Regions from separate parts of the Mus musculus genome. Here all the other regions are linked to region 1. Evidence: chromatin contacts called from public Hi-C and HiChIP or PLAC-seq data. All regions are on one chromosome and are shown on one strand. Each heading gives the region's core, a stretch centred on a gene start, on an enhancer-like site or on the middle of the called end of the contact. The rest is flanking DNA. Distances are from core to core; before and after follow the strand shown. Region 1 holds the start of Fst (follistatin). Region 2 overlaps Arl15 (ADP-ribosylation factor-like 15). Region 3 overlaps Arl15 (ADP-ribosylation factor-like 15). Region 4 overlaps Arl15 (ADP-ribosylation factor-like 15). Region 5 overlaps Arl15 (ADP-ribosylation factor-like 15). Region 6 holds the start of Mocs2 (molybdenum cofactor synthesis 2). Region 7 has its middle 83 kb from the start of Gm34790.

Evidence for each region. Hi-C and Micro-C count contacts between places; a contact is called where the count stands out from the background. HiChIP or PLAC-seq counts read pairs in DNA pulled down with a chosen protein or histone mark.
Region 2: an H3K4me3 HiChIP or PLAC-seq map of neural tube shows a contact between it and region 1, with 4 times the contacts expected there. The contact joins the enhancer-like site here to the promoter of Fst in region 1. A contact is called at or near these places in 12 of 39 promoter capture datasets (the 3T3-L1 cell line, 3T3-L1-derived adipocytes, cranial neural crest and 7 more), 2 of 484 Hi-C or Micro-C datasets (both in nephron progenitors), 10 of 115 datasets of contacts at active chromatin or transcription factors (embryonic basal ganglia, embryonic forebrain, embryonic hindbrain and 6 more) and 3 of 9 other capture datasets (adipose tissue, embryonic stem cells and liver).
Region 3: a contact with region 1 is called in an H3K4me3 HiChIP or PLAC-seq map of embryonic limb bud, with 4 times the contacts expected there. The contact joins the enhancer-like site here to the promoter of Fst in region 1. A contact is called at or near these places in 10 of 39 promoter capture datasets (the 3T3-L1 cell line, cranial neural crest, frontonasal cranial neural crest and 5 more), 2 of 484 Hi-C or Micro-C datasets (the MC3T3-E1 cell line and ventricular fibroblasts), 14 of 115 datasets of contacts at active chromatin or transcription factors (bone marrow-derived macrophages, craniofacial prominence, embryonic basal ganglia and 9 more) and 4 of 9 other capture datasets (adipose tissue, embryonic stem cells, liver and 1 more).
Region 4: a contact with region 1 is called in a Hi-C map of liver, with 2.6 times the contacts expected there. The contact joins the enhancer-like site here to the promoter of Fst in region 1. A contact is called at or near these places in 4 of 39 promoter capture datasets (the 3T3-L1 cell line, cranial neural crest, embryonic stem cells and 1 more), 2 of 484 Hi-C or Micro-C datasets (embryonic stem cells and liver), 10 of 115 datasets of contacts at active chromatin or transcription factors (bone marrow-derived macrophages, craniofacial prominence, embryonic forebrain and 5 more) and 3 of 9 other capture datasets (adipose tissue, embryonic stem cells and liver).
Region 5: an H3K4me3 HiChIP or PLAC-seq map of forebrain shows a contact between it and region 1, with 2.9 times the contacts expected there. The contact joins the enhancer-like site here to the promoter of Fst in region 1. A contact is called at or near these places in 12 of 39 promoter capture datasets (the 3T3-L1 cell line, 3T3-L1-derived adipocytes, the SN4741 cell line and 6 more), 7 of 484 Hi-C or Micro-C datasets (the C2C12 cell line, the STO cell line, cortical neurons and 3 more), 13 of 115 datasets of contacts at active chromatin or transcription factors (craniofacial prominence, embryonic basal ganglia, embryonic forebrain and 6 more) and 2 of 9 other capture datasets (adipose tissue and liver).
Region 6: a FOXA1 HiChIP or PLAC-seq map of pancreatic cancer cells shows a contact between it and region 1. The contact joins the promoter of Mocs2 here to the promoter of Fst in region 1. A contact is called at or near these places in 5 of 39 promoter capture datasets (hippocampal neurons, liver, second pharyngeal arch cranial neural crest and 1 more), 4 of 484 Hi-C or Micro-C datasets (embryonic stem cells and liver), 12 of 115 datasets of contacts at active chromatin or transcription factors (astrocytes, craniofacial prominence, embryonic basal ganglia and 8 more) and 1 of 9 other capture datasets (adipose tissue).
Region 7: a contact with region 1 is called in a Hi-C map of reprogramming fibroblasts, with 2.6 times the contacts expected there. The contact joins the enhancer-like site here to the promoter of Fst in region 1. A contact is called at or near these places in 1 of 39 promoter capture datasets (the 3T3-L1 cell line), 2 of 484 Hi-C or Micro-C datasets (embryonic fibroblasts and reprogramming fibroblasts), 5 of 115 datasets of contacts at active chromatin or transcription factors (embryonic limb bud, fibro-adipogenic progenitors, forebrain and 2 more) and 3 of 9 other capture datasets (adipose tissue, liver and pancreatic islet).

Annotation. Positions count from the first base shown.
Region 1 is chr13:114,457,389-114,460,406 of GRCm38.p6, forward strand. Fst (follistatin) reads right to left here and starts at 1,563. Exons shown (of 6, transcript NM_001301373.1): 1 at 1,114-1,563. The coding sequence starts at 1,198. All of the region lies in intron 1 of Gm41074 (a long non-coding RNA gene), which reads left to right.
Region 2 is chr13:113,980,066-113,983,083 of GRCm38.p6, forward strand. All of the region lies in intron 4 of Arl15 (ADP-ribosylation factor-like 15), which reads left to right. Among named protein-coding and RNA genes, the nearest start is that of A430090L17Rik, 170 kb to the right of the region's middle. Within about 2 kb of position 1,631, at least 22 of the 459 cell types and tissues checked have an H3K27ac peak or open chromatin away from gene starts, as enhancers often do. A contact at or near this core is called in nephron progenitors and neural tube, where this site is marked.
Region 3 is chr13:114,009,681-114,012,698 of GRCm38.p6, forward strand. The region is part of intron 4 of Arl15 (ADP-ribosylation factor-like 15); the gene reads left to right. Among named protein-coding and RNA genes, the nearest start is that of A430090L17Rik, 140 kb to the right of the region's middle. Within about 2 kb of position 1,556, at least 47 of the 459 cell types and tissues checked have an H3K27ac peak or open chromatin away from gene starts, as enhancers often do. A contact at or near this core is called in craniofacial prominence and embryonic limb bud, where this site is marked.
Region 4 is chr13:114,032,818-114,035,835 of GRCm38.p6, forward strand. All of the region lies in intron 4 of Arl15 (ADP-ribosylation factor-like 15), which reads left to right. Among named protein-coding and RNA genes, the nearest start is that of A430090L17Rik, 120 kb to the right of the region's middle. Within about 2 kb of position 1,569, at least 3 of the 459 cell types and tissues checked have an H3K27ac peak or open chromatin away from gene starts, as enhancers often do. A contact at or near this core is called in liver, where this site is marked.
Region 5 is chr13:114,104,807-114,107,824 of GRCm38.p6, forward strand. The region is part of intron 4 of Arl15 (ADP-ribosylation factor-like 15); the gene reads left to right. Among named protein-coding and RNA genes, the nearest start is that of A430090L17Rik, 45 kb to the right of the region's middle. Within about 2 kb of position 1,540, at least 10 of the 459 cell types and tissues checked have an H3K27ac peak or open chromatin away from gene starts, as enhancers often do. A contact at or near this core is called in cortical neurons and forebrain, where this site is marked.
Region 6 is chr13:114,816,850-114,819,867 of GRCm38.p6, forward strand. Mocs2 (molybdenum cofactor synthesis 2) reads left to right here and starts at 1,388. Exons shown (of 6, transcript NM_001113374.1): 1 at 1,388-1,474. Gm34790 (a long non-coding RNA gene) reads right to left here and starts at 1,375. Exons shown (of 3, transcript XR_382937.4): 1 at 1,085-1,375.
Region 7 is chr13:114,733,789-114,736,806 of GRCm38.p6, forward strand. No RefSeq gene overlaps it. Among named protein-coding and RNA genes, the nearest start is that of Gm34790, 83 kb to the right of the region's middle. Within about 2 kb of position 1,458, at least 60 of the 459 cell types and tissues checked have an H3K27ac peak or open chromatin away from gene starts, as enhancers often do. A contact at or near this core is called in embryonic fibroblasts and reprogramming fibroblasts, where this site is marked.

The sequences.
Region 1 (3,018 bases), core at 313-2,812:
CCGGCACCCAGGCAGCGCCCCTATCAGCAAGGCTGGTAGCCCAGCCTAGTGTCGGGCAGACGGCTAGGACCGGTGCCGGGGAGGGCAGCTTACGACACACAAAACCTTACCGCTCCAACAGGCAACGCAGCAGGGTTAGAACCCGGAGGCGTCTACCGGGTCACACATACCTACCTTATGTCTCCCAAGAACCTCTTTACAAATAGTTTCTTTCTCTGTCCCTATTTAATGTGTTCGGACTTTGGGCAAGCAGACGTCTCATGAATCACCAAAGTGACTCGAGAGTAATTGTCGTGAAGCTGCGGGGTTACCACTATTTTTAAAAAAGAAATCCAGCCTGGAGACTAATTGTAATAAAATCAATTCATTTTTAATTTTAGAAGATAAACTTCAGAAATTTGCTCTTTAATCCAGGTCGGAGTCTAAATAGCTTGTGGGCTGCTTGGTTCACAGAAGTTAACAGGAATGAGGCAAAGTGGAGAAAACTGTAAAGTACTTAAAACACTTCGGGCTAATAATTTGGTTTGTCTTTCTTCTTTTTCGCGGGGCTTGGGGGAAAGAGGCAGAAGGAGCATCCGCTAAGCGTAAAACTACCTCCCTCTAAAAATTTCAGTACCCACATTTCCAAGTTTGGGCAAAGTTTCTGAAACCACGTCCCCCGGCCACCCAAGAAAATTCGGTATCTCCCATCCCCCACCCCGTCATTTTTTTTTTAAAGAGTCTCCAAAAGATATGGAAGGAAGATGGATAGATTGCTAGTAGGTCGACTGTAATCTCCAGGCTACGGATGCTCGCCCTTCTCCCGAGCCAGCCAGGGGAGATAACATCTAAAGTCATTAGGACCAGAACTTGGAGCATCTACCCCTAACTACTGAGGCTCCAGCTCCTCCACTCAAGCCCTTTCCTTTTTGAGGGTAACCTGGCTCTAAACTCCGCTCTCTATCCTAAAGTGTCACTGCCTTCAGTCTTTCCCTCCCGTTCCGTTCTACAGGAGTAGCCGGGTGGTTCCAACATCTTCCGAGAGCAGCGTAGGTCAGAACAGACCAAGTGGAGACAGCAGAAAAGTAGAACCCCTGCCCCAGCCGAGCCTCTGGGCGCATCCCTTCCACTCACCCTGGGCGCTGCGGTCCTCCATGAACTGGCAGAGTAGCAGCAGCAGGAGGCAGAGCCCGCCGGGCTGGTGCCTGGCGCAGACCATCCTGGGGCAGGCGCGGGGCGAGGAGCGCGGCGGCGGGTGGCTCGGGCGAGCGGCGCGCGTCGCAGAGGCGAGCGGCGGAGGGCGCAGCGATCCCGGCGCAGCCCCGCGCTCGCCACCGGCCGCCCGCGCGATTCAATGGACGTCAGAAGCCGGGCGCAGCCGCGCTTTAAATCTAGACGGGGGTCTCCGAGGTTTGCGGTGGGCGGTCTCCCAGTGTGTGGGGCTGTGGGAGGGCGGCCGCGACCGAGGGTGTGCCGGCTCTTTGGGGGTGGGGAGCTTTTAAAAGTTCAGTGTGAATCAGGTGACATTTCCCACCTTCTGGAAACCCTTCCCAATTATCTGTCGGAGGTGCCCGAAATCAAAGCGGCAGGAGGGGAATCGCCGAGTTCTTATTTGCGTAGGAGCGGGAGGGGAGGGGGGAAGGAGGCAGGGGCGGGGGCTGGGGGCGACGCGTCGGGGGTGGGGAGGAACATCCACTTCAGTCCTGCACGCCGCCGCTCGGAGCCGGCGCGCCCGGGGTGGCGTGCGAGTGTGTGTGTGCGCGCGTGTGTGCGTGTGCGCGTGTGAGTGAGGGCGCTGGAGGAGGCGGCCGGCGGAGCGCGGGGACCCCGGAGGACCCCGGGAATGGGTCCCCAGCACCTCTGCTCCAGGGCTCCGGGATGAGACTTCTGCAACCCGCCGCAGGATCCCTGAGCTGCTTCAATGCCCGGGGGAGCAGTTTCAGGAGCCTCCCTGCAGAGCCTTGGCGCGGGGTCCCGGAGACGTTTTGTGTCCCGAGGTCTCTTACGTGTCTTACTTTGCGGCCACCCTGCCAGCTCCCCCGCCTCCCACTCCCTCCCGCGCCCCCTCCCCCCCCAGCCTGGAGTAGGTTGCTAAGAACCCCGACCCCCGGGCACCTTCCACCCGGGCCGAGCGCTGCGGAGACGCGGCCCTCGGGCTCCACAAGTCAGAAGCAAACAAAAATGTTTAACACCTCGGAGCCGGCCGCCCCCGGCAGTCTCGCCCTCTCCCTTTCTTTTCTCCCCTTTCACTTCGTCGCGTCTGGAGTCGCAGCCCCGAGCGGGGGCGCCGACGTAGGCGGTCTGCCCCCCTCCTCCCCCGCTCCGAGACGCCCCAGTTTCTGTCCCGACTCCTCTCTCTCTCTCTCTCTCTCTCTCTTATTTAAAAAAAAGATTGCACCATGATAATGAACTTCTGCAGCCTCAGTTTATTGAGTGCAATGCCTGGCATTCTTCGCCGAAAGTTGGCGGGTCTTCTCATTTATAACATTTTCTGGCACGGCTGAATGAAACTGAGGAGGCGATATTTCCTTTTATATAAAACGATTACTTCACGGAAAAGGCTATATTGTTTATTTCAAAGCTGCCTTTTAAATTTCTATTCTTTTCGCTTCTGAAGCCCGAACGACAACAAACAGCGAACAAAACAGACAAAATTCTTGGACATTCCCAGGTCATTGGGATTTGCTCTTACGGATTTCAAATTCGCCCTTCTTCTCTAGCCCCAGCCCTAGCGCCCCCCCCCCCCGGTCCTCCTCTCATCCTCCCACCCCCATCTTCCATCACCCTCCTCCTACCCCCTCCACAACTGCAAATAACTCAGTGATAACAGATTTTTTTCCACCAACTGCAGGAGATAGTGCTAATCTTTTAATAAAAGGTCCCATTACAATGGGATCTGTCTGGACAGACTATAATAGATCCCGAAATACAGCCGTGCTAATATTAGAAGACAGTTGTTTGGGTGCCTCTCAGACGGGCCCAAGCCCCCCTTTGAAAGTGGGCATGAATCACAAAGCCCCGCGGCCGCCGCACCTGCAC
Region 2 (3,018 bases), core at 381-2,880, 480 kb before region 1:
AGTAAGACTGGACTGTACAATTGAAGCTCCTGGGGACCTAGGGTCCAAGCATGGAGCCTAGTGGATACTCACCTTTCGGTGTGGAGATGGTTAATGGCTCTCTGCGGTTCCCCTTCTTCCTGAGCAGGTGCGTGATGGAGAGCACACTTTGAAACTTTGCTCATCTAGAAAGTGGGATGGATAGCCCTAGACCCTGCCTCATAGTGAGGACAAGGCTTAATGAAGGATTTCGAGCGTCGCCTGCCCCTTGCTGTCTTCCTCACTCCTGACAGGCTACTTTTGAGGCCCTAGGATGTTCAGTTGAGGGAGTGAGGACTGGGGTCTGCCGCGGGGGGTGGGGGGTGCTCCTCAGGCTCACGAGAGTCAAACAGGAGGATGTCCAAGTTAGGCACACTCCATACATAGCCTCTGGAGTATTCCTAAAGACTGCATTCCAAACACAGGCAGGAAAGTAGTTCAGCAAAGAGCAGAAGAGCACAGAAAACTTTATACAACTTGTAATTTTTGTCAAGTGTACACTATGCGTATTTGTGTTACTTTCACTCTGACATACATTGATAGCGTTCTTGTCAAAACGTTTCTCTCTCTTTCGCCATTAGGTACTAAAATATACTCTTCTCTGAGGAAGAAACTTAGAGAAACAAAATCTTGTGACTTTTCGTTTGAGAAAACGAATTGTAAATTCTGCTGCAGACAGGTCGTTCTGCTCAATTTCACCGGGCCGTGTGTGCAGCACGGTTAAATTATCTTCCCTCAAAAACTGTAAATGCATGTGTGAAATGTGCTCCTCTGAGAGGGCATGGAATGATGGTGATGGGAGAGGTGTGGGCCACCTGCAGAGGTTGGTGGCCTCCCAGCAGCCCAGAAATTGGCCTTTCAGGGCCTGTGATTGACAGCCTGCTTGTTTCAGCCTTTGAAGGCCCAAGAGGTGGCTGGGATTATTTTAGAGTGTATGTGGCACCGGGTCTTTCGGATTTAAATAGAATCTCCCCCAGCATTAAAGGTGGATTACTCCCTATTACTTTTATTGCTTTTCAAGTGTTTTCTTGGAACCCTGTAATCGTCCTCCTAAAAACTGGATTTCCTGGAGTGTACTTTCTTTTAGGGAAATTTCAAGAATGGGTCATAGAATTTTTTTAAAGTCTGAAGTTTTAACAGCCGACGGGACCTGATTAAAGCAAATTACTTTGTTAAAAACCCGAAACACACAGTGTGTGAGAGAGAGAGAGAGAGAGAGAGAGAGAGGGGGAGAGAGAGCTCATCCTATCTCTATATCCCTGCTAATAAATCAGACCTGTGTGTGTTTAACAAAAACGAGGCCGTGCTTTTTATCTCCTTCATTCTCGGTTTCTTTTGATCATTGATCTGGCTGACCCCACGCTCGGGTTTTTTTTTTTTTTTTTTTTTTTTTTTTTTCTTCTTCTTCTTTATTTGACATGGACAGAGTTTTGAAGTATAGCTCTCCTTTGGGAACCCCGGGCAGTTCCACTTGACTACCCTGTGACCTAATGAGCAGTAATGCGGCGCTACAGTGGCCATTTTGTGTGCTTTGACGAGGGGTGGCTAGACAGAGTGCGGCAGAAAGGCATGTCTGGGGAGAAAGGGGAGGCAGGCTGATGGAACAGTGTGAAAAAGACTTGTTAGCCCACATTAGTGTGCCTGATTTACTTCACAACAGGTCAAGAAAGGCCAGCAGCAGGGTTGTCCTGAAATTGCAAAGTTGAAATCCCCGGTATTAGAAAGCTTTCAGATCTCTGAAGTTCCAAATTAATTCCATTAATTCCCAAGTTGGTTTTCAGTCACCTCTGAATCACAGCAAAGAGGACTGTCACTTGCTCCTATCTCGCATCTGTTTATAAAATAATTACGGGACCTTCCAGTCGTTTACTGCTGCAAGTTTTAAAGCATCCTGCCATGCCTGGCCTGTCTTGAAGCGAGCTTGGATGTGAAAGAAACCAAACCACACATGGTTGCTGCACTCTCTGCTCAACATTAATGAGGAGCCCGCCATTCCTATTTGGAAATGGTCTAAAAATATATCTAGGGGCTTCTAGCTCCACGACCAGAGGCAGCTCCTAACTGCTCCCATCTGCACAGAAGGGTGTGTGTGTGGCTTGTTTGACTTCCTTTTAGAATATAATTAATAAAAATCTAATTGGGAAGTAAAATTCCCCTCCCTCCAGTTCCACCCGAAGTGTTTTCTATCTTGTAGTTGTTTACTCCTTTTAGGTTAAAGACAATAGATTAGTTAAGAGATACTCATCTCATTTCTACAATTATGGCCCTGACAGTGACCTTACATCTAAGCCTAGTCTCTCTTCATATCCAGAGGGGCCTTGGAATTTCTTTATACTATGAAAGAGAAATCCTTACAGTTGCTGATAATGCTATTATTAACTCAGTGTGAATTATATGTGAATTACTAGACAATAAAATCCCTCTCCCACTGGGATTAAAGAGTATCTGGCAGTATAGGCTTTTGTTTGAATTCAATATGTAATATATATATATATATATATATATATATATATATATATACATATATATATACACACACACACATTTATGTGTAAGAGATGTAAGACATTGTGTGTGTGAAATATAGATGCTAAGAGAAATAGTATGTCACTGACCGGTATGGTCATTATATCAAGCTCTGTGGTTAATGCTTGTGTGAGGGCTGTAATGTATAGAAGAGAAAATATTTCCTTTGTGCCATGAGGGTGCCCTTCCAGCCTTGATTTGGAGGTTTTGGCTATCTTAGAGAGAATGCTGTTGAGTGGATAAACATATGCCAGGTAGGTCCCAATCCACAGAAAACTTATCTATTGAAGCTTTCCCTGTTTGTCCCTATGCCTCCTTATCTATAAGTTTTGAAAAAAAGAGGCCTCCTCAAAGATAAAAAAAAAATATGCCTTGGTTCAGGTTTTTAAGCTTGCTTTTTGGTGTTTTTAAATTTGTATTATTTATTTAATAACAGCATGCATTTATTCTATTAACTAATACCCTTTGCACATT
Region 3 (3,018 bases), core at 306-2,805, 450 kb before region 1:
TTCTGTTAGCAGATAGAAACCTAGGCTTTTGCAAGACTAGATAAAACATACACTGCCCAAGTACCCTTTAAGGAAATGCCAGGTCTCCTTGGCTCACAGAGAGCTGAGCCTCCTTTACCTCCTGGGCCTTGAGTGCCATCATCGTCACCTCAGTACAGGAGAAACCATTCAGGCTTTGGATTCATGCAGACATGGACTTGTTCGTATCACAGGCAGCTTTTGAAGTCAGGTCAACACTTACACTAAAAGCACGCTTACGCCTATCAAAAGGCGGAGGTGTAGCCTGTGAGCCTTGCTGTGATGCTGGAAGTCATGCAGGCAGAGCATCCAGCAGAGCAAGCGTCTCACTAATGCTGGCTCCTAAAACTCTGACTCATATTCCTTGTTCGTCTTACCCAGAGCTGTCCAAATATTATGCAGGCACCCAAACGGGAGCCATACTGTTCATCATTATTCTAATAATCACATGAAAATAAGAAGCAGAAGTGAAACTCGTTTAGTTATTTATTATTTAAATAACTCGTTAATTGTACTTTAACTTGGCATTATAAATCCTGTAACACTGACATTAACATAGTTAGAAACTGCTGTCTTTGCTCTTTCTCTCTGTTTAAGGCTCCGAGACGCTCTCTGATGCTTTTTTAAGTGCTCAAAAGTTGGATCTGACTAGTAGCTGGAGGGTGACCAGCATGGCTTTAGGCCATACGTGAAAGATACCAGGTGAACATATACTCTTGTGGCAAAAAAGCCACAACCGAACATAATAGAAATAGCTCCCTTTATGATAAACCAATGGTGATTGTCTTCAGTTTTCTTCTTGTTTATAGCAATAGGGGAATACTGCCCACATCGGCCCCAGTAAATCGGCCAGACTAGTATATGATCGTCACATAGTATGTCTGCATTTGTGAGTCAGAATGCTACCTCTGAATTTCTTCTGACAGAGCTCGAGAAAAAGAAATGTATTATACAAGCCTGACTCATTCCGCAGAGTGGGCAAGATAAATGGTGGGAAAACCCAAACCAGCTTCTCTGTGACCCTCCGAGATTCCGCTGGTGCCCTAAGAAAAATGTTAAAAATGGTGCGGTCAGAACAGGAATGTCCCAGCCCAGAGGAGCGCAGTGGAGGGAGAAATGCTAATTTAAAAAGAAGCTTGTTAGCATCATAGCCACCTCTAATGGCCATATAAATATTAATAAAGCTTTAAACACCTCCCAGATTAGCTTTATTTTTAAATCAAAAGTGCAAGACAGGGAAGTGGTAATTTGTGTTAGTCCAGCAGATATGAAATTAATTGAGATAAAAACAAGAAGTAGCAGGCAAGCCCTTTGGGTGAAGAAAATAATGAGTTGTTCTAACTCGTTTCGACAGTCGCAAGAGAAACATCGGGAGACGTGAGTTCACGGTACTGAGTTTGGAGTCTGTCATTACACATCAGCGCCCCTCCACACCAGAAACGGGAGAAAAAGCAGTTCTGTCCAGGATTGGCTCCTCTCTGGTCCGATTGTACCCAGTGAGAAAGCTGCATCCCTTCCCAGTCGGTGACCTCTCAGCCTCCTGGGGCAGGGCTGCTGCTTGATGCTCCAGAGGGAGGGTCTAGTGAACACAGGGACCTCATTGTGTTCTCCAGGTCTGCTGTGCATTTCCCAACAGTTTGGCAACGCTGTGGAACCCAACTACAAAATCCTCCTATTTCCTAGGGAATGTCTGTCAAGCCACAGAAACGCCAACCTCTCCCTGCCCCTGGAAGATGTTGCCAGTTGCACTCACTGACACACTGCACCCCAGGAACCCCCGACAAGGAACCATGTTTATTATCAGCAGTTTAGTTTTTAGCTTAGTGTATTATTTTTTTTTATATTATTATTACTCCTAGCATCTAAGACTTTGTGTATGGGGAATTTCCTTTTGCAGTTATGCAGAATGCTTCGACTGGTACCTAGGAGCACGAAGGAGAGAGGGCTGCCCAACTAGACATCTACCAGGCAAGGCGAGGTACTTGAGAGAAACTAGCTCAGGGAGCTGATTCCCGAGGTGCTGGGCCTCACCATCTCCAGCCTCTGCTCCTCTGGCCTCCGTGTTCCCTTCCAGCTGTTTCTGTTCATATCCCGGGGAAGGAATGTGTCCTTTCCCATTCTCATTTCTGAAGCCAGCTCCTTTCCTCTGTTAACTCCCCTTATTTTGTATTCATTTTCTTGTTCAATTTTTTTTCCTGATCTAGAACCTGACTGAAGGTACCAGTTGTAAAACCTGATAGTCACTCTCATCCAAGTCCCAAATGCTGTGGTTTTAGCCTTTATTTGTTTGATGAAATAGCTTGAAAAGTAACGTTACTTTTTTTGTTATTTGGGTTGAAGTAAGGACAAGCCCTAAATTGCCATAACCCCAAGTAAATTGCTCTAAATTCTGTACCATACACACTGTGGGGAGACTTGTGACTCAATACAAGGAGCCAAATAACTGGCATAGATCCTTTAAGAAAGGACACAGTGAGGCAGTTTATTTCCAGTATTTTATGAGATGGATTATATTCACATGACGTCCATTTTTTAATAGCTCTGCTGTTCCATTCTTGTCATAAAAGCAACCATTACCAAAACTTGTCTGCTTTTCTAGACCATCCTAATCCTTTCTTGCATTCTACAGACAGATAGATTACAGTATACTCACTTTAAACCACTGCCCAGCCCTCTGCCGACCGTGTTGCCACGTTTCAATAGTTGCTGGCCTTACTGGGCTTTGGTTTTAAGGGCAAATGGTGCATAGGTTTCTAGGAACTCCAGAGAAGATGTCTGTCTCCATGGGGTCTGCTCCAGGAGACTCATGCAGGGCAGACTGAGATCCATAGGGAGGCAGATGGGGAAGGCCATGACTGTCACCTGCCCTGGTTCTCCCTCTAGAGTCTGTATTATTTCTCTAGTGTGTGTAAGATCCACTCCTACTTCTGACTGACGCTAACTTTCCACTTCTGAAATTCGGGAGCCTTTAAAAAGTGGTTCTCTTGTCTTTTGGGAAAG
Region 4 (3,018 bases), core at 319-2,818, 420 kb before region 1:
CTCAGTTATAGTCTTCCAAAGAGTCCTGCTTTCCTGTTCTGTTACAGTTCTTGTGACCCAATACATCACAAACCTCTCTCATTGATTTTGTCATTGCCCGAGGCGATTGCAGCAAGGATATGTATTTTGCTTTTTTTTTGATCACGGATTTTTGTAATTAATTTTAAAATAAAATGGGTCATCTTTGGCTCGCATATCATCCGCTAGTCCTGTAAGAGAATTCGATTACTGTGTCTGCGACTCTCTCCTCCAGACGGTTCCTTATTTGATATTGTGAGTAATCATTGAATATCGTTGTGAATTTAGCAAAACCAGAGGCTGATTCTGTAACGCACTGGCTCAGCTCTGCCAAGCACAGGACTCGATGTCTCCATGCCTAAAACCTTCTTAACTAACTGATAGTTTCATTGATGAGACCTCTTTCATTTAGTATACTTTGCTTCTATACATTCTCAACTAGAAGTTATATTTTTAAAGGGTTACATGTGCCCAAACTTGTTACAGTGTCAGTGTTTTAGATTAAATCATTCAGAAAGAACTTCCTTGTAAGTTAACTTTTATAGTGTTTCATGTCTACCAAATGGTTCAATTTTTTTTTGGGGGGGGGGGTCTTTAAAGAGTTATTAGGTCTGCATGCAGAGTTGACTTATTTCTAGAATATTTATACTTTTCATTTCATGATGACCATCATTTGCTTTCAAAAGAAAATGGATGCTTTTTTCCCTCCTTTGTATTTAGAAGAGGGCATCTCCCCTTTAAGCAGCTTGTCGCTGTGTCCTCTTGTTCTGGTGTCAATGGTAAGGGTCATACCACTGGCATTAGTTGGTAAGACTATTAGGCCTTTTGTGGGGACACTTTACTTATCTACCATTAGTTTACCTTAGCAAGCCATACTTACAGTACTCTCATTTAGCTTCTAGGCATTATGGGAGTCAAATTCATCACCAATAAAACTGGTTCATATACCATTTTTAGTGAAAACAAAATACCTTTCTGTTGTTGTTGTTTTTTTTTTTTTTACTTTACACAGAGTTGCTGTTTAACACAGGCTCCTCTCAACTTTGCTGTCCTCCTGCCTCAGTTCCTGAGTGTCCCAATCCTAGGCTCTGACCCCTAGCTTTAGGACTCCTTGGAGATTCCTTTGCCTTTGTGAAAAGAATCTGAGAGAACAGTAAAGCGAGCAAACCTGGAAAGGAATGCTCCACCTTCACCACCTTCACTCGGGTAAAATGCGTTTTAGTTTAGTGTTTAGGGTGCTGTTCTCACAGTTATGTCTGCCCTGTTAACAAGCTTTCCACAGCTCCCAGAAATACATTGCTAAGAGAAACATCGCCGTAATTGCTTATTGGATGCTTCTGTAGATTCAGTTTCTCTCTAATATGAATACAAATCAGTTAAACAAGTAAAACATTAGGCAGATTTTCCACTTCAGCTGAGTTTCTCCACACAGGAAAGAGAGTTCGATCTTCTACAAACAAAACAAATAACGGAAAAGTTACCACCTTTTGAAAAGTTTATTCTGGGGAAAGCAGTAATGATTCCCAAACTTAAACAGTTCCATCTTGGCTCGTTTGCTATTTTTTTAGAGTGTCATCATACCTGGCCCTTAGTATACCCACAAAATAGATGTGCCAAAAGAGAGAGAGAGGAAGGAGGATTTATTTGTTAAACAAATATGTCATTAGACTTTAAAAGGAAACAGAAAGGCATCTTAAAAGTTTCTGTGTCACCAAGGAAGCCTTTGTAATGAGTGGGTCTCAGGGAGAGTTGGGCGTGGGGTGGGAGGAGCAGCTAGGAGGAGTGGGGGAGGGGAAACTGCAGTCAGGATGTAATATATGAGAGAAGAATAAATAATATCACCCAGGAATTGAATTGGCTGTTTGACAGAATTTGTTTTTCCCTTTCTGGTATAATTTACCTTGTCGTTGGTTGCACCGATCATGTGTGTGTGTGTGTGTGTGTGTGTGTGTGTGTGTGTGTGTTGTGGGTACGGAAGGCATATCGGTGGTCATTTACTGGAAAAACACTTTATTATAGTTTTGCCAAACCTGAAAATATTTTCTTTTTTCTTAGCAGCCATAGCAATCCCAAATGCTACCTCTGTGAAGAGTGTCACCTATGGAACTGGTTTTTAATTACTGGGCCACATTCATGTGAGCCTTTAAGTTATACCCCTCTCAGTAAGATGTCCATAACAATATCATTACTTCCTTGCGTGGATAGTATCCCCAAAGCAATCATCCCCAGGCCTGTCCTCTGAGCGTTGCCCCGAGAGCTTGTCAAATGTCACCTGAGACAAATGTACAGCCCTCTTTCCTCCCATGGCTGTGCACTCTATCTTCAGCACCCTGCATGAGATAAAGCATGGGTGTTTTCTCTCCAGTGTTCTCTAGAGTCATTTCATCATGAAACAGAGTGTGTCTATTCATCTGTTCCGACTGCGTGGCCAACATGACATTCGAGCCGTGGTTCCAGGAACTTGATGGTACCCTCTTAGGGGTCTGAACCTCAGGTTATCTTTTCCTAGTGGTGCATAGGAGTCTCTCACAGATATTAATTTTAGGCTTGATAGTCTTAAATGTCCACTTGAGTAAATGGCTCACGATATTGGAAAACCCCTTCTGTGACACAAAGCCACTTTATCACAAGTGTCTCGGTGGTGGTTTAGCCCTTTGATAGGCTAAGACGGGTCCTGTCTCCTCGCCCTGGTCTCGGACTCTGCCCTCCTGGTTTCGGAGAGCTCACCTGTCACTTTGTGTACATGGGCGTCACTTGAGGAGAGGCAGCCCCAGCTATAGATCAAAGCTGTCTCTGTATCTGTTATTTGTCTCTCAAAGTGGCTTCCCAGTTGGCTTCTCCCTTGTAACTCTATAAAAGTGACACCCTCCTGGCTTGATTTTCCCTCTGTAGTCGGAGCTGAGCTTTGCCTAGCATGCCGTTTTTTGGGGTTTGAAACTCTATTGAGATCCTGGGTGTCTTGCACACACTTGCCTTGTTTGCTTTCCTCCATACACAGGG
Region 5 (3,018 bases), core at 290-2,789, 350 kb before region 1:
CTATCTCTAGAACTTCTGCTCCACTGAAACTTCTTGGGCCAAGTCTGAACGGTTCAAATCACTCTCAGCAACAAAGTCTTCCATATGCCTACTAGGATGGCCCAGTAAGCCCCACTTAAAACATTCCACTGCTTTCCAATTCCAAAGTCCCCAAATTCACATTCCTCCAAATAAAAGCATAGTCAGGCGTATCACAGCAATACCCCAGTCCCTGGTACCAACTTCTGTCTTACTTAAGAGTTTTACTGCTGTGAACAGACACCATGACCAAGGCAACTCTTATAAGGCCAACATTGGGGCTGGCTTACAGGTTCAGTCCATTATCATCAAGGTTGGAGGATGGCAGTATCTAGACAGGCTTGATATGGGAGGAGCTGAGAGTTCTACATCTTCTTCCAAAGGAAGCCAGAAGTAGACTGTCTCCCACATGGCTAGGAGGAGGGTCTCAAAGCCCACCAGACAGTGACACACTTCCTCCAAGGAGGCCATACCTATGCCAACAAGGTCACACCCCCTAATAATAACACTTCTCAGGTGAAGCATGTTGAATTCGCCACAGCATCAAAGCTTAACACTGCTACATATTATGTTACCTATATAGCTTTACAAGCCAGGGCTAGAATATTGTGAGGGACCAAAGAATTTATTCTATATCCATACTGATCGTTACTCCTTTCCTGCCCCCTTAAATCCTGAAAATGTAACTAGAATAATAGGGTTGTTCTTGTGGCTATTGACTCCTTTCAAATATAAACAAACCAGAAAAAAAAGTTCTTCTGCCTCTTCCTCCTTCCCTTGCCCCACCTTGTCATATCGCCATATTGCTTCATTCCCACAGCACCTTAACCATCCATAACTGACCACAGCTACAATCGCTCTAAATTCTGTGCAACAGATTATCTAATGAGAGTTTATCTCCTTATAATCTCTATTTCAAAAAGTCATAGTATCAGGGGACTGGAGAGATGGCTTGGCAGTTAAGAGGCCATATTTCTCTTGCCGGGGCCTTGGGTTCAGTTCCCAGCATCTACATGATTGCTCACAATCATCTGTAACTTCAGTTGTAGGGCCTCCAGGGCTTTCTTCTGACCTCCATAGGCACCAGATATGCATGTGGAGGTCACATAAGTAGCAATATTTGAAAAAAGTATTGAATTATACAACTCAGTTGGTTTTATTAAATAATAGGCTTGCTTTACTTACTGAAATTTTATAATGCAGTTTATAGTAAGTTCCCCTATTCAGTAACATGAACACCTTACATTTACATTCATATATATTTATAGCTTCTTACTGTTTCCAAGACATGGGTATTACCTTCCTTAATTTCTATGAGGTAGTTAGAAAGTCTTCTACTTTAAAGAGAGACTGCTCAGAGCAGTTGAGTAGGTAACTCTCAGGGGATTGCTGAGCCTTGTAATTGGCACAGTGAAGGTTCCAATCAGAGCTCAGTTTTCTCTTCTATACCCCAGCTGTATCTCCTGGTAATGAAGAGTTCAGAACGCACATAAATATTTATAAACATTATGTCATCGTTCTGAACGAGTGGCTCTTACTGTTTTGACTACTTTATGGCGGTGGAGTGGAGCAGCAAGACAGAGGATTGCAAAGGTTCCCGCTACGGCAGTTTTCTATTCCCTCGACTTGGAAAGCTCCCTCTTTTGCTAGCAACAGCATTCTTATGTAACAACAAATAAAGAACATTTTCCTAGCTGTCATCTAATAAAACAGGTCCCGGGATTATTTGTTCTTATCCCATGCTTCCGTCCACCTTGCGACCCTTGTCACAGGTCCCCTTCTTCTGATGCTGGGAGAGCCTGACGCTGTTTCTCATTTGGATGTTTCTCATTTTACACCTATAGAATGCAAATGAAACAGCCATTGGCACGGGTAACTGATTTTCATCTTTCTTGGTGTTTAAAAAACATGGAGGGATTATTTCATGTCTTAAACAAAAATTGCAGTAGAATTAAAAGGGCGATTCCCTAGAGATAGGGATTGAAGTTTGAAAATGAATCACTTCTAACTTTGAGCCAATAAAAAAAATCATGGAGGTGGTTTTTTCTCCTTTCACATTCTTTCTCTCTCTCTCTGTAATGCAACACTAAAACTAGAGAGTCTCATATAAAACAGGCCCAAAGCACGTTTTGTACCTAAGCTAAAAATTACTTTTGTGGCCTTCGACATGCCAAAGGACTTTGCTATTATAAAGCAAGCATAAGGAGAAATCTTTTCAACCTTTCAGAAATTTAAACATAAACTGTTTTTGTGTATGTAAGGACTCGATCCTTTCAGTCTCCTTCGCATACAGTTTCCAAAATCACAGCACAGATTGTCCAAAAGACATTTGTACTAATTGTTCTGTTTATGAAATCTGAGTTTACCATTCCACAAAGTACAAAATATAAAAGAAATATTTTTTTCTTTTATCCAAAGCTAAGAGAATAGCAAGCCATTATATAATGTGGCAGTGGGCAAGGGAGAAACAGTGGTTAATTTAAAAGCATTCATTCAAAGCGCAAACCCTCCATGTGAAAACTAATTTTATCCAGGTCTCTATGTATTTATTTACTGGTATTTTTAGTGATCATCACATCAAAAGTATGTGGAAAGAAGGGAAGTTTTCCAAAAAAGTGTGTGAAGGTATTCTGGTATTATCTAGATCAGTGCTTTTAAAAATAAAGTCCGCAGACCAATGCCAGTCCACAGAATGTTTATGCCAGTATGCAAGATGATAAATATAGACATTGAAAGGAAACATGCAAGCAAGTAGCATGACAACTGGGTGTCTCCAAATATACGATCTTCTATCCAGTGTTGACGTACCTCAGGTCCATGACGGGTGACAACCAGATAACATTCCGCACCGCAGATGCTATCAGAAGCTCAGATCCTACTCAGGGGCTGCAACCTTCTTCTGGAAGAGTCAGAGTGTGAGTGTGGCAGGCTCTGCAGAATGGTCCCAATGACTCAGTTCTGTGAAACCAAAGTGCCGAAGGATACATATGAACAAATGGA
Region 6 (3,018 bases), core at 138-2,637, 360 kb after region 1:
TCAACAGAAAAACCGCAGGAAAATGTGTGCCATTTGAAAACATTATTTCTTTTAACTTGTAAAAGAATTTTAAAAATTTTTACTGTTCAGTGCTGTGGATTGTGACTTTACACTAAGCAACATCTCAGCCCTAAGAATCTTGTAGAATAAAGAGGATATTTTCAAAATGAATGGCATTATCCTGATGTCATGGTCTCATAATTGGATTTTTAATATTTGAATAGAGTAAAACATTATTGAGCTTTGTCTTTGTCCTTGTTAAGATTTTATTTCTTATGTGTGTGGGTGTTTTGCCTGTATGAGTGTCTGAGCACCGCCTATGTGGATGCTGGGAATTGAACCTGCGTCCTCTGGCAGAGCAGCCTAGCACAGGCTTAACCCTGTCTCATCTCTGAGTCCACCAAAGGAAGTTTTTAGGAAGAGCTCTTAGGCAATTTTTGAGGTCCCACCTGCCCTCTCCGCCCCCAAGCAGGAATGATAGGCTCTAGCCTTTATATGCACCAGTTTGTTTGCAAAACCACATTGAACTATGCATTGTTTCTTAGCCTATTGAAGATATTGCTCATTGCTGTCACTGGAAACGACCCAGGAGCCCAGAGTGACTGTCAGTTTCCTCGTTTACCTAACAGCATGTGGACATAAATATTTAACCTTAATGTTTAGCAACCTTATCAAAATAAATGTTGATGCAAATCATAATCGGGCTTATTACTCCCCTCTGCCCACCCTTCCCCTTCTGCATTTCTATTTCTTCCTTGAACTGAGTACACCCATCTTGCCAACTATTTTCCTTCTGGAAATTTATTACCCAATTTTTACGTTCCCATAGCTTGACACAGAACGTGAAATGTCCTTTCCTTCCGTATTTGTTACTATTTTGGCAAATGTATTTGGCACAAGAATCTCCTCGGTGAGACTTCCTACAGCAGGTGACCCAGCCACGCCCCCCGCCACTCTCAACTGAAAGGTAAGGTTTTTACTAAGATTACAGTTGGAACACAGTTACGGTTAACCCGGACTGAGCGCCCAGCGAGGGCCACTTAAATCCACGTACCCACGCGACAACTAAGGCAGAGATGTGTACCTAGGAAGTCTGGATGGGGTCGCTGGCTCAGAAACTCCTGAGCGCCTAAAACACTGAAGTGACAGTCAGATACCGTCTCCACGCTGCGAATAAGAACCCGGATCCCACACTGGATGGAGGGGCCGCATAGGTTAGCCTGGGGAAGGCCACCCTGCCGGGTCACACAAGAGGTCGCAGCACTGGGATCCAAAAGCAGAGTAAACTTTTGTGGGTGCAGGAGGCGTGGCGGGGCGGAGCGAAGTGTACGCAGGCGCAGTGTCCACACGCCCGGGGTTGAGCACCACCCAGAAGGTGGAGCATCCGGCTGCGCATGCGCTCTGAGTCACCGGCGCCTCTAGGGGTTGGAGAACTGGCTTCGCGGTGTGTAGCGGGATGGTTCCTAGGTGCCAGGTAAGAGTTGGTTCGCGCGGCTGGGGCGCCCCTTCCTCTCTAACTCCTCCCGGGTTCCGGGTCTTGCGCCTGCTGCTCGCTGAATGTCAAGTTCTGTCCCCGAACTCTGGTGTCCAGGTCATGGCCTTCACGACCGATTACCTAGACGGTTTTTTTCCCTACCATTCCGGATGATTTATTTTGACACTTTTTAAAATTAAAACGCTCCTAGTTAGGAATTATTGTGAGGAAATGCGCATCACCCAATGATTGACAGGCTCAGGATAGTTTGCAGCAGCCGTGATTATTGTGGAGAGACCGAGTTGTACTGAGTGACAGGTGAGACCTTGTGCACAGTCAGGTCCCTTAGTTCCCAGGCTGATTACACGGGTTTGGCCTAGAAACTACCAGTTGATCCTGTAATTCAAGCCCATTTGCTTTGCTGCATGTCAAATGTTCTGTGTTTTGTAACTCAATCGTAATGTAGGACGGAATCAAAGGTCATTTGACCACTGTGAAATGAAAGCTAGGCCTTTGCTGACTGGGTTATTTAATTTACTTGTGTAATCCACCCCCTGACTCAGACCTCTGTCTCTGCTTCGCGGCTGATGGAAGAATCGATTCCGTGTCAAGTCAGACTTAGCATGTTTTCTAAGGAAATTTAGTAGGATTTTAATGCTGCCACACAAGCTTGAGATTGTGAGAGGTCTGAACAGTAGGCAGAAATCAGAAGTGATTTTAAAGCGTTTGTCTCAAATATGAATCTATAGATATATGGAAGTGTTTTGTTTGTTTGTTTATGTTTTTCGAGACAGGGTTTCTCTGTGTAGTCCTGGCTCTCCAGAACTACACTCTGGTAGACCAGGCTTGTCTTGAACTCACATAGATCTGACTGCTTCTGCCTCCCCAGTTCTGGGTTTAAAGACATGTGTCACCACCACCAGGCCAATACTGAAGTTTTGTGAGCCATTGCATTTGGGGAGCGAGGAGCCTTCTTGGTGCGGGTTATTTAGACTATCCTCTCTCCTTTCAGATTGACGTGTTGTATTTTGCAAAAAGTGCTGAAATAGCCGGAGTTCGCTCGGAGACCATTTCTGTGCCACAGGAAATCAAAGCGTCAGAGCTGTGGAAGGAGCTAGAGAGTCTCCATCCTGGGTAGCTAACGTTATAGAGTGCATATGATGAACATGTAAAGGTTTCTAAAATGTGTAAATTACGTGTGAGTGTGCGTATGTGTGTTCTCACACAAGAGTACTAGTTCTTTTAAAATTCTTGAAAATTTAAAACTCTGGTATTTAGAAACATCCAAGTACCACAAGGAACACCATAGATAATTTACTAGAAAAGCAGTCAAGTGGATGCCCCCTAGATATGTTTATGTAATTTACAATCATTTTTCTAATTTCTAAGACAGAAAAATGCAAGTTCTGCCTTTTATAGCCTAAGATGAAAAATTGAAAGATGCTGTTAAAAAGATACATTATAAACCTTTCTGTCCTTTTCTCTCTTTTAAAATACTCAAAAGTTTCTGAGATTGAAAGAAAAATGAAGTATAACAGACCCTA
Region 7 (3,018 bases), core at 208-2,707, 280 kb after region 1:
GTTTCTCCCTATTTCCATTCACCATGATTTTTCTCCATTAATACATTCTACTATTTATTCTTGTTGAACTTGAAAATTCAATTAACTTAAAACTTTTTTATTTGTATAATCTTGTGTGTGTGTTCTTTTATTTTCCTTAGAAAATAACAAACTAAACAGTTCTCCTTCTTCCCTCCTTTTTCCTTCACTTGAAATCTATGATACAGAGTTTTCTTAAGTAATAAATATGTTATTTTATTTCAAAATTGTTTCTCAGTGCATGGACTGTCTCTGCAAATGTCTTTTACATGGAGATGCTTCCTGTTGTATAAACTCTAAATGTGTACTCATGAATCAAAATTATGTTACAATGTGAAGTATTATTATGCTTTCTAAAAGTTTATTTTAAACATAACCTGGATATTAATAAGTTCAAAATGTATATAGTCATTTAAAGTAGCCCCCAACATAGATTTAAAATCAAGTTTAAAACTCAAAAGCAGAGTAAAACCTTAGACTATGAATTTAAGCCATATAGTATATACCTTACGTCCTGATCTTGAGCCCTCAGGTCCTTGCACATCACTAAATATGGATTTCATGAGTTTCCTTTTCTAATTCCAGTGCCTCTAATAGTTTTGAAAAGAATCTCTTAACAAGTTCTATTACTCTCCAATAGAAGTCCTTCCCCACACATTCCTTTAAACATGTTACCTTAGCGGTCCAAAGTTCTTATGGATTTCCATTGCTCTACAGTCTGTTCTTTGTTAAAAGATCTCAAAATTTTAAAATAGTGAGTCAGTTTAGACTACGCCTTCACCTTTGTTCTCGAAACATTTTAAATATTGACAGAGTATAATGGGAAACACTTTTGTTCACTATAAACATCCTTTCGTTCATATGGCTAGAATTCATAGTGTGTGTCATTTATGAATGAGCAGGAGAAAAGAAAAGGCAGTATTAATTAAGTACAGATAAAAATGCCAATGGAAGCTAGCATGCTATAGGGTATTTGGAGGCAGCTCGTATTTAAATTTTGCCTGAGGTTGATGAGTGGGCTGATCTGTTATGGGGACACGTTGTGTAAGGGAAGTTGAAAGGATGTTAGAAAATAGTTTAGGAATAGGGGAGCCAAATGACAAATAGAAATTGTTCCTCTATTAAGCTTTGTCATGCTCAAAGGGCAACATTTTAAAACATGTTCGTTTTATTACATCCGCTAAACTAGAATAGCTTACTTTGCCGCTCACTCCACCACTGCAGTACCGTAGTTGAGTCTTTCCTCATCTTATGTTCAGGGAAATTCCAGTCAAATTAGGAGAACTGAGATCCTATCTTCTATAATCACTGTTCTTGGAGGGAATAAAAAGAGAAGAAGATTTATTGATGACCATAATTTCCTCTACGTAATCGCTGAGAAAATGTCTCATTTCCAGGAACACTGACACAAAGAGAGAGAGCTCATACATTGCGGATGAGTCAGGGTTGGGCGAGGAAGCCTACAAAGACCTTTTCCTGTAGTGAGTCATGTGGCCATGGCATGTTCGGTGGCAGGTCTTCTAATTGCTTTTCGTAATCAGCAGTTCCAGTGGGCAGCTCACACTTTGCAGACATGAGACACAGAAAAATGTTTGTGCTGTTACATAACAGTTAGAATTTGCTTCCCCTCTTCTCAAACCTCAGGGCCTTCCTGTCGTCTCTGTATTAGAAATGAACTTTTAAAACAACCACTACTTCTGTTGCATTTTGTTCTCTGCTTCTAATTATAAACCTGTGTAACTGTTTCGTTGTAGTTTATCTCAAACAATAAGTTTAGAATGCTCTGAAGTTCTTAAGTACTTTGTAAATAGGACCCACCTACTTCCATGTACTAGGAATGGTTCTCTAGAGGAATAAAATCAATAGCATGGACATTCACTATAAAAGGACCCATATTGGACTGGCCTACACAGTAGGGCTAGGGATTTCAGCAATGACCATCTGCATCTTGGAGAGGCAGAGAATTCAGTAGCTGCTTCGTCCATGAGACTGGATTTTTAAAAAACTCTCCTTTCCCTCAAAAGTCCCTCAAAGTCCAAGGAACCTCACCAGGTGCTTGTTCACTTCAGGGAACTCATCTTTCCTCGTCTGCATCACCCTGACCTAATTTCTCAGCAGTTTTTATTGAATACGGATCTTAAAGAGGGAAAGGGCCAATCCTGGGCCATGTCTAGAAAGCAAGCCTTCAACTCCCCACAGGTAAAATGTTTCCAATGGAGCAGAGAGCTAGATTGCTGACTTTAGAAGGAGGAGGTGCAGAGCCACCCGTACCTGTTTCAGAATTTTTTGTTTTTCACAACCTCAATGAGAACTGATAGCTCTCTGGGCCAGCTGGCGTATGGTACAGAGACATACTCACATGAGAAGTGTGCTTCTTCCAAAATCCAAGTAGTCCCATTGAATGTGGCAGTGGTTGGTGGTTCTGACAAGGGGCCAAGTTCAATGAGTCATTTCGCATACGCCACACCAATGGAACTCTTGTACATTTTATTATGAGTTATCATTCTCCACTCCTAGAATTTTTACTGATGTGTAGAGCTGTTGAATTTTTGGGTTAGATTTATTTCCCATGCTCTGATGTGCAAATGCTTAACCAGCAAGGCCAGAGTGAAAGCTTCCTACTGTTCAGTGGGTCCATTCATTGGAATGTCATCTATGTAGTGGATGCCTTGTAGACGAGATAGACAATCACAATCCCTGAAAATGAAGTTATGGCACAGGGGTGTATAATTCATCAGCCCTGAGGTAGAATAATAAAAGGTATATTGCTGGCCTTAATAGCTTAAAGAAATTATTTCTGGTAGGCCTTGTGGACAGGTATGAAGAAAAGATTGTTTGCTGAATGGAAAGCTGAATATCAGAAGTACCTGGTGGGTTAATGTGCCAGGGTAAGAAACTACATCTGGTACAATAGCTGCAGTTGGGGTCATCACTTGATTAAGTTTATGGTAATCACCTCCATGTACCTTCTGCAAAGGCCAAATAAGAAAGTTCAAAGCT